Regions from separate parts of the Zea mays genome. Here region 2 is linked to region 1. The links are chromatin contacts, called in public Hi-C maps. All regions are on one chromosome and are shown on one strand. The core of a region is the stretch at or near the end of the contact, and the rest is flanking DNA. Distances in the headings are between cores, read along the strand shown.

The links. Hi-C and Micro-C count contacts between places; a contact is called where the count stands out from the background.
Region 2: a contact with region 1 is called in a Hi-C map of tassel, with 3 times the contacts expected there. The contact joins the promoter of LOC100285632 here to the promoter of LOC100383322 in region 1. A contact is called at or near these places in 2 of 25 Hi-C or Micro-C datasets (ear and tassel).

The regions. Positions count from the first base shown.
Region 1 is chr4:23,617,073-23,621,439 of Zm-B73-REFERENCE-NAM-5.0, forward strand. LOC100383322 reads right to left here and starts at 3,111. Exons shown (of 12, transcript NM_001175980.2): 1 at 2,808-3,111; 2 at 2,033-2,262; 3 at 1,826-1,909; 4 at 1,642-1,697; 5 at 1,411-1,546; 6 at 1,191-1,287; 7 at 1,022-1,088; 8 at 825-923; 9 at 640-729; 10 at 401-555; 11 at 207-314. The coding sequence starts at 2,249.
Region 2 is chr4:23,916,152-23,920,495 of Zm-B73-REFERENCE-NAM-5.0, forward strand. It overlaps LOC100285632, which reads right to left and starts at 2,935. Exons shown (of 12, transcript NM_001158523.1): 1 at 2,502-2,935; 2 at 2,320-2,385; 3 at 1,827-1,915; 4 at 1,494-1,639; 5 at 1,292-1,416; 6 at 1,083-1,176; 7 at 836-999; 8 at 566-727; 9 at 346-472; 10 at 78-244. The coding sequence starts at 2,627.

The DNA.
Region 1 (4,367 bases), core at 1,861-4,360:
TGGAAGTGATGAACTCGCCAGTAGTGCCAAACAGTAAATATCAACGGTGTAGGTTGTTCATTCATGTTCTTGAGCCTAATTCAAGCAGACTACCGTTTCAAATTTCAACGTGTTCTGAATATTATTCTTGGGGCAAAACCAATTAGCGTTAAATACAACCCTCCCACTTAAAAATTTGCCATATTTCACATGTAGAATTGATTTACCTGTTCTTGTTTTGCTCAAACAGATGCCCGTGCGCTTGGAACTTCTTGTAAGCGACATCTGGGATCTTTTTGTGCATGTTTTTCATGACACCCCAAGGAGGAGGCACCCTACGTGCAGTTGAATAGGTAAAAGATCCCGTCAGCACGCGTTTTGATTGATGTAACCGATTAGCTGTGTTGGATCAGTAGCAGACCTCGTGACAGGATTTGCCAAGCAAAAACTCAAGCAAGCCCTTTTGCTGTCTGAGAGCAGGTCATCAGCTGCAGAGAGGCAGCAGACTGCACTGATATGGTTTGCCGGTTCGCCGCCCTTGTCGAGCACCAGACCATGGTAGTAATACGCTACAGCCTGATGGGGAACACAGAGAAAAATCAACGTCAGAGATTCAGTCTTGGGTTTTTCTGAAGGGACTATGCTGTATCTTCAGACAACCTTGGCCTCCATCCACTTCCACTTGAGGAACAGCAGAAGCTTCTTCCCGTACGAGTCACTCGTATCGCATCCCGACAGACAATAGTGAGCCTGAGCATGAGAGCATAAATAAGTAGCAATATTGTTAGACGCCGAAACAACCGAAGAAAATGTCGATTGATAGGACTGTGTTGTGCAACACCGACCTGAGAAAAATAGCTGACTTGCTCACAAGCTAGCCTCCTCTTTACTGACAGCGTTGCCTTCTCACATTCAGAAGCCAAGCCAAGCTGTATTTCCACACACTGTTCTTGTGCAGTTGGGGGGCAGTAGAAGCTAGTTACAAATTCGGCCGCACCATGATACCAAAAAGAAAAGACACAAGTGTAACAGGTGAACTTACCTGAGCCAATGCCTGAATTGAGATGGCCTCAAGCATGCCCTCCTGCAAGTAACTGGGAAAACCCTTCCTGCAGTTGAAAACACAAGGCATATGATGAGCACCTGCTTGAAGGGACATTCAGAAGTGATGACTTCTCCTGGCTAGCATGCATTGGGTGGTGAGTGCGTACTTGACTTGCGCAGGTATCTGAACAAGTATGCGATGCACGGAGTAGTCTAAGCATCCCGACGCCCTGAGCAATGAATCGACGACATCCTTCTTTGCGTCTGCAGAAGCAATCACAAAGTGTCATCACTACTTGACTGTTATTTGGATTGAGAAGGTACAGAAGTTACTAGGAGTGTCAAAATAATCATGGATGTCTACTTCAAAGAGATGAACAGACAGACCTTCTGCTACCTTCCTTTCACCACCACCTTGGCTGCTCTTTGGGATGAGCAATAGGTTAGCCTCAAACAACGCAAGCATGGCCATCATGTGGACCACCGAGAGCACCTCATACCACGCGCTCGCCAGACAACACTCCTGAATAAGAAAAAAAAACATCCTGTAATCCAATCAGTAGAGGCACCCAAATAATAACAGGAACTAAAACACTAGCAAAGGTGCCAGACTCTCGCCTGGTCGTCGTCTAAGGTCTTCCATCTGAACTGTACTGACGATTCAAGACGGCTCTCTGTTCAGACCAATCAGATTTACATTGTAATTCTTTGAGTGATTAACCATGAAGATTATACAGAAGAGATTCCTCAAAAAAAAAAAAACAAAGAGATTACACAGAAGTGAACAAGAAAAGGCTGGAACCTTTCGTTGTTAAACCAAGAACAACTGGCAAGTACTCCTCTAGCGCATGCTGCAGTTCTTGAACAGCTGATACGTCCGCGTGATCTTCGCATAGCATAGGGTCGCCAATTTCAAAACAGTAAATCAGAACCTTTTACAATAACCAAGCTCAGGCGGCGAGCAGAGCAGAGCTGAGCAGTAGTAACGACAGATCAGAGATGAACATACAGATTTCTTCAGCCAGCGAGGCGACATGGGCACGGAGTGTGGAGAGTCGGTCGACAAGATCCTTGGAAACTATTCCCCTGAGCGGATGAGCTATGTCAGAGGCCACTGGGATGCGGATGGTGGGCACGAACACGGCAACCTCCTGTATGACGCTCCGGCGCTTGCGCCCCTTCCCACCTATCGTGTACTTGTCGGGGATTGATGGGCCACACCCCATCTCTTTACAGTTTCTGGGTAGCAGTCGAATTCAGAGGAGCGGAGTTGCCATCAAATGTTTTGAAACCGCATGGAGAGTTTGAGATTGACTGACTGGCTGATAATTAACAACAGTGTGAATCGAATGAAGAGAGCAGAGTCACACGGAGAAAGAAAACAACGAACTAAACTCTCGATGCAGTGAACACAGAAAAGAAATAGACAATGAATCAAACTTCAAATACTTTCAGCTGGGGAGGGTCAACTAGACTCGAGCTCATCATACCATACAAGTTTTAGAATCATATCAAAGAATTCGACAGTATGTGTTAGTAAGTAACTGCAGGTATTTTGAACACGTAGTGGTCTTGTGGATCTGAGCCCCCACACTTGATCTGGAATACTGTACGGCAACTCGACTGAACTAAGAGTTCATGTTCAGCAAAGACGAACAGAACAGATCGGCAGAACGTACGGGGTTAGCAAAAGCAGCAACCAAGATGGATGAGCATCCTATCCAAGAACATCCAGCCAATCAAGAACATGAGGCACTCTCACTCCCCCAGCCCAGTGTACTTACAGAGTGACCCAGGAAGGTTGTTGGAGCCAAGAAACCTGACGAAGTTGACCCTGCGCTGCACATCCGGTATAAAAAGGTCACACGCCACAGGACCCCCCGGCTTTATAGCTGGAGAAACGGAGGGCAAAGCGAGACAGGGATTCGGGAAGAGCAGACGCAAATGGCTGCGGTGGCCCGGCCCTGGTCAGATCGGAGAGTGGGAGATCTTGGCATAATGGCATGTAGATACCGAGGAGGGAGGAGCCGAGGACGCGGGGCGAGAGCACATGGCGAAGCCACAGGAGCGGCACCCGCCTCCTCGTCCTCGCTCCCAAGTGGAGCCTGTACTGCTGCGACTAAACTATGGCCACCGTCGTGGGAGGAGTGCAACCGCCACTGCTATTAAATTAAGAAGCATCAATGGCGCGAGTTCAACGTCTTGTTCAGAACTGTCTCTCGCAAGTTTGATCGGAAATTTAATGCATTATGGTCATTTTCTCTTGAGTTTTGAACTTCGCTTCCAACAAATTAGGTGGACCGTTTTTTTTCCAGTGGGGCACTAATTTTCTTTATTCAAGGTACAAATTAGTTCAACCTCATAATATATACTACATGCATCCTTTTTTATTCGACGTCAAATAGTGTAAAATTGAACTACAAAACGTGAAATAATAAAAATGAAGGGAGTAGTTTGTAGGCTGTCTCCAACATTCTCCCCCATATCTCCCCCAACTTCATATTCTGTGTACTATAGGGAAACAACCGTGGCAACGTTTCCGTCATGGCCCTCATGCCCTCATGGCAGGAGAGAGGCATAGCTCTATAGAGGAGCTCTAATCTTCCTTGTTCTTTAATTACTTCATTTTCTCGATATTTGAAGGGGTGCTCACTTTTAGGGATGGATATCGAGCCAGCTCGGCTCGTTATGGCTCGTTAATGTAACGAGCTAAATAACAGCTGGCTCAGCTCGGCTCGTTAGAAAGCTCGAGCTAGTTCGTTAGGCTCGCGAGTCACACAACTAAATACAAAGATCTATATACATAAATATATATATAACTGAAAAATCATATTTTAAGTGTTTAACACTACAAACCCAAAACCTTTATAATATTATTATCATAACATCGTCCTAGCGCTTCTAACTTTTAATATTAAATTAAATAACCAAATATGTACTGACTTACTGATTTATAAACCTTATTATAAGATAGCAATAAGCATCATTATAAAGTAATTCATCATCCATTCCACAAATATGTAACATTTTATTGCACAACACTAACACCATATGATGCTAGAAACGAAGTTCACGAAACCATAACCAATAATCAAATATTAAATATTCAATGTCGGTATGTAGCCATGCAATAATGCAAATATTTAAGCACATGACACATTCACATATGTCCACGTTACAGATCATAACTACGAGAAAACAAGACTACGAGAGATGAGACGACACGAACGACTAGACAAACTTGTGTTGTGGCTTAGCTCGTTTGGCTCGCGAGCTAGCTCACGAGCTAACCCGAGCTGGCTCATTAGAGAACCGAGCTAGAATGCTAGCTTGACTCACTATAA
Region 2 (4,344 bases), core at 1,685-4,184, 300 kb after region 1:
TATTTTAAAAGAAAACTGTACCAAAAGCATAGTGCTATCTGGATCTTCAGAATAGTCTGACAAACTCTATGACTGACCTTTTGTCTAAGGCACTCCCTAGAGAATGCAGGGATCTTAGCCGGATTGTAAAGCATTATGGGCATAACAGGAGAATCATTGTCGCCAAGAACCTCAAAACCCATCTTCTTGAGTTCGGACCTGAAGAAATTACCGTTCTCACGGATGCGTGCAAGTTTTTGGGCACCTTCAATATATCACAAGAAAAAAAAACATTTAATTGAACACTAACACAGCTGCAAACGAAAAGGGCACAAATAAAAGTGTTAAAAAAAGCTGGTTTAGTACCTCTGCTGGAGCCATCCTCCCCAAGGATAACTTTAATAGCAGAGATAACTTGTTGGACTGCTGGTGGTGACATGGAAGTAGCGTACAGATGGGCTGGGCAACTATGCTTCAGGTGCTTAATTATCTCCTGAAAGTTATATAGTAAAAGGAACCGGTCAATCTTCTACTCGGTCTTACAAAGTGCTACAGTTGTAATATGATCGCTTTCAGTAGTATGTACCTTTGATGCGGCAATATATCCACCACATGATCCAAAAGACTTGGTGAAAGTACCCATCATTATATCTACATCAGCTGGGTCAACCCCAAGGAGTTCACAAACACCGCGGCCAGACTGTCCAACAGCACCAATGCTATGGGCCTCATCCAGATATGTGTAAGCCTGTTTGGCAGAACAAGGAGTAAATGAATATGCTTGTTATGGGAGACCAGAGGACTAGCCCTCTTTGTTGCACACAGCTAATAGTAGTTCATAGAAAATTCTCAAGACCTTGTATTTCTTGCAGACAGCTATAATCTCAGGGAGTTTACACAGCTCCCCTTCCATGCTATAGATACCCTCAACAATGACAATGATCTTCTTCCATGGTCTGTGTGTCCGTGGTTGACCACCAGCTATCTGCTCTCTCAAGACCTCTTCCAAATGAGCAGGGGCTGTAAGATTTCATTTGCCATGGTAAGTCATGAACAAGAGAGACCAAATATTGATTTGCATTGCCGGAAGCACAATAACTCACAGTTATGCTGGAAAACCCTAACAGTTGCACCAGATCCTCTCGCACCATTGACAATTGAGTTATGATTCAGAGAGTCACTAATTATCAGCCCACCCTGAAATAATGCAAAAAGGTAAAATAAATGATCATCCTCAGTTTAGATACAGTAAAGTAATCACCTCGGTTAGCCACATTTTTCATAAAGTGGATATATAAGCATTTGATCAGACCTTTCCAATTAGGCAGGGAATGATGGCAGAGTTTGTAACATAACCCATGCCAAAGAGGATAGCAGCAGGCTTTCCAACAAAACGTGCAGTCAACTCCTCCAGCTCAGTGTGAAGCTTGGTCGTACCTGTCACAAGATGAAAGGGATCAGCTTATGTTCCTAAAAAGTTGTAAAAATATAAGCATGTTGAGAATGTAGCATACCTCCATCGACACGAACACTGCAGGTGCTTGCTGAGTATTTCTTGAGAGAATCAATAACACGTGGAGTGCAGTACTCATCTGCTGCGGCAAAGCCAAGGTAGTTGTACGAGCCCAGGTTGAGGCATTTAGTGGTATTTGAGGTACGCCTGCAACAATAATGAGCATTAGCGACAGTTCGAACTTGTTTTTCTTGCAATAATTTATGTCTGAATGATCATTCAATTTACATCTTGAAAAGTGAATGAAAGATATGCTTAACTATGTTTAGCCTATTGTCGTATTGGCTAAGCTGAAATTGTTTCCATAAATTAGAATAATAGAATAAATGCTTACTGTAATGTCTTGTTATTGTCGTTTGAGGTGCGCTCAACAACATCAAACCATGAATCAGGTGCACTTGCTATCGGCCTACCAAAGCAATCCTGTAAAACCACAAAGGACGGATTGGTTATATCCTGAGGTGCACAATCTTGCTTAGCAAAACAGACTTGAATCCGACATTAACCAGGAAAATACATGTAATTTACAGCTCCAAGTATTTCAGAATATATAGTATTTTGGTCTAGAATAATATTCATAGCGGGCATATATGTTCACTAGTGCCAGGTGCATAAGACATTCAAATGCATAAAGAATAGGCATAAAAATCAGGAAGATTGCATTTAAAATGCTCATAAATAAACAAAAAAATCTAATCCTTTGAACATATAGCATACTTCAATGTACTCGGATAGGGCGCTCCAAATATACACCTGCACAGCCTATTTTCAAGATAATACACAGAAATTTCTTCGGACATCAATGAATTCGGATGTGTTTATCTCACCTGGATCCGCAGGTACAGTCGTCGCACATAGAAATCCTCCAGTCCCAGGCAGATCGGCGCGTAGCCCTGTATGAAGCCAAACGCTGAATCAGAAATACCAAGAAAAATTGGGACGGGATCTCCCGGATCCGGGTGCGGGGAGGCGGAATTCGGCCGGCCGGCCGGCCGGCCGCCCTGCGTACCTTGACGTTCTTGGCCTTGAACCAGTCGACGAACTTGCGGAAGAAATCCCTGAGCTGGCCGAAGGCGAAGAGCAGCCCGTAGCTGAACAGCGTGGTCAGCGCCGTTGTGTAAGGCAGCCTCACCATCTTGCCCCTTCCTTAATCCCCCGGGGTCTCCTCCGGTTGCCGAGACGCCACCCGAGCTATCCCGAAAATTATTTGACTTTTTTTGGCCGGAGAGCTCGTCCGTCAGAATTCGAATCCTTGACTGACCGCGAATGCAAGGTGTTCTCGGATTCCAAGATAGCTTCTTGGAGATCTCCCGCCCTGTCTGGCTGGCTGTGAATTGGATTCGATGAGACTGGAGCGAATGAAGCGTTGATGGGGAGAAGGACGCGGGGAGAGGAGGGATTTAAGGGAGGGGAGAGTGAGAGGGGGTCGTCAATGGCGACTGCGCGGCCAAGGGAGGAGGAGGTGTAAGGGTTTGAACGTTGAACAGCGCGACGGGGAAGCAAGGGAAGAACGGGAGGAAGGACACAGACAGCCAACCAATGAGGGAGCCAATCTGTAAACATCTTTTTTTTCTCTATTTGTTGTTTTGTCTCTATATGAATGTTTCTGCAATTGTGCATTTACAGGAATTCCAGGGTGGTTTGTACAATAATTGTAAGACAAAAAATAAAATAATTTGACAGTAGGCAGTTCACTATCAATGGGATTGAGAAAGCAAGGAGTTGTTCGCTTAGGATTAAGGGATGTTTGGTTTATAGGAATTAATTTTTAGTTCCTTTATTTTATAATATTTTGGTCTCTAGATTGTTAATACAAGGACTATCCATATCTAACAATTTAAAGACTAAAATTGAATAAAACAGAGGAACTAAAAATTAGGCCCCGTTTGATTCATTTAGCCCAGAGACTAAAGTTTAGTTAGGAGATTAAAGTTTAGTCCCTACTCTGTTTGGTTCTAGGGACTAAAACAATTTAAAACACATTAAATAAATTATAAGAGGACTAAAATACCTCATAACATTCCTCGTCGTTAATGCAACTGAAATAAAAGAGAGCAAAAAGTGGAATTTAAATGGTTTAGTCTCTTTTAGTCACCTCTTAAGAGACTACATACTAAAACAATTTAGTCCATGTTTTTGTCCTACCATTTGACAATTTAGTGACTAAATAGGACTAAAATGAAGTGACTAATCTTTAGTCCCTCAAACCAAACGAGACCTTAGTCCCTATAAATCAAACACCTCCTAAAGTCAGATGTTCGGACTGCTATAACTACAATCGATAAAGACAAAATATTATAGAACCAGTAGAAACTGTACGAATTAAAGCCAAACGTACTGGCTTTAAATCACAAGCATGACAAAATGTTCACTGAACCCGCTAGGGAGATTGAGAAGAAACTCATCATTTCAAAGACGGTGATCAATGCTGTTAGATGACAATATATTTCTTGAAACATTGTGTCCTGTTGAAATATAAGGTTATCTCCAATAAACTTCTTATCACATCTTATATCATACTCTTTATTTCAAACTCCACTATATAAACAGTGTAGTGATCATGGCATGATAACTCTGCCTCCCATGTTGATCTAGTGTTTTTCATATGCTCTTATTAATTAAGTAGGATGCGACATTGAATAACTTCCAACAATCTATGTAATAATTTTGTTACAATAAAATTATATTTAGCTACACTAAACGCTTGATTGGTTGGGTGGGCAAGCACGCACAGGCACGCATGATCCTGGCCAACTGGATACGTCCATTTTGAGGGTATCTCTAGATGCAACCAAAGTAACTTATTTTGCATCTGCTTATGCGACACACGTCTCGAGCATACAATCAACCAA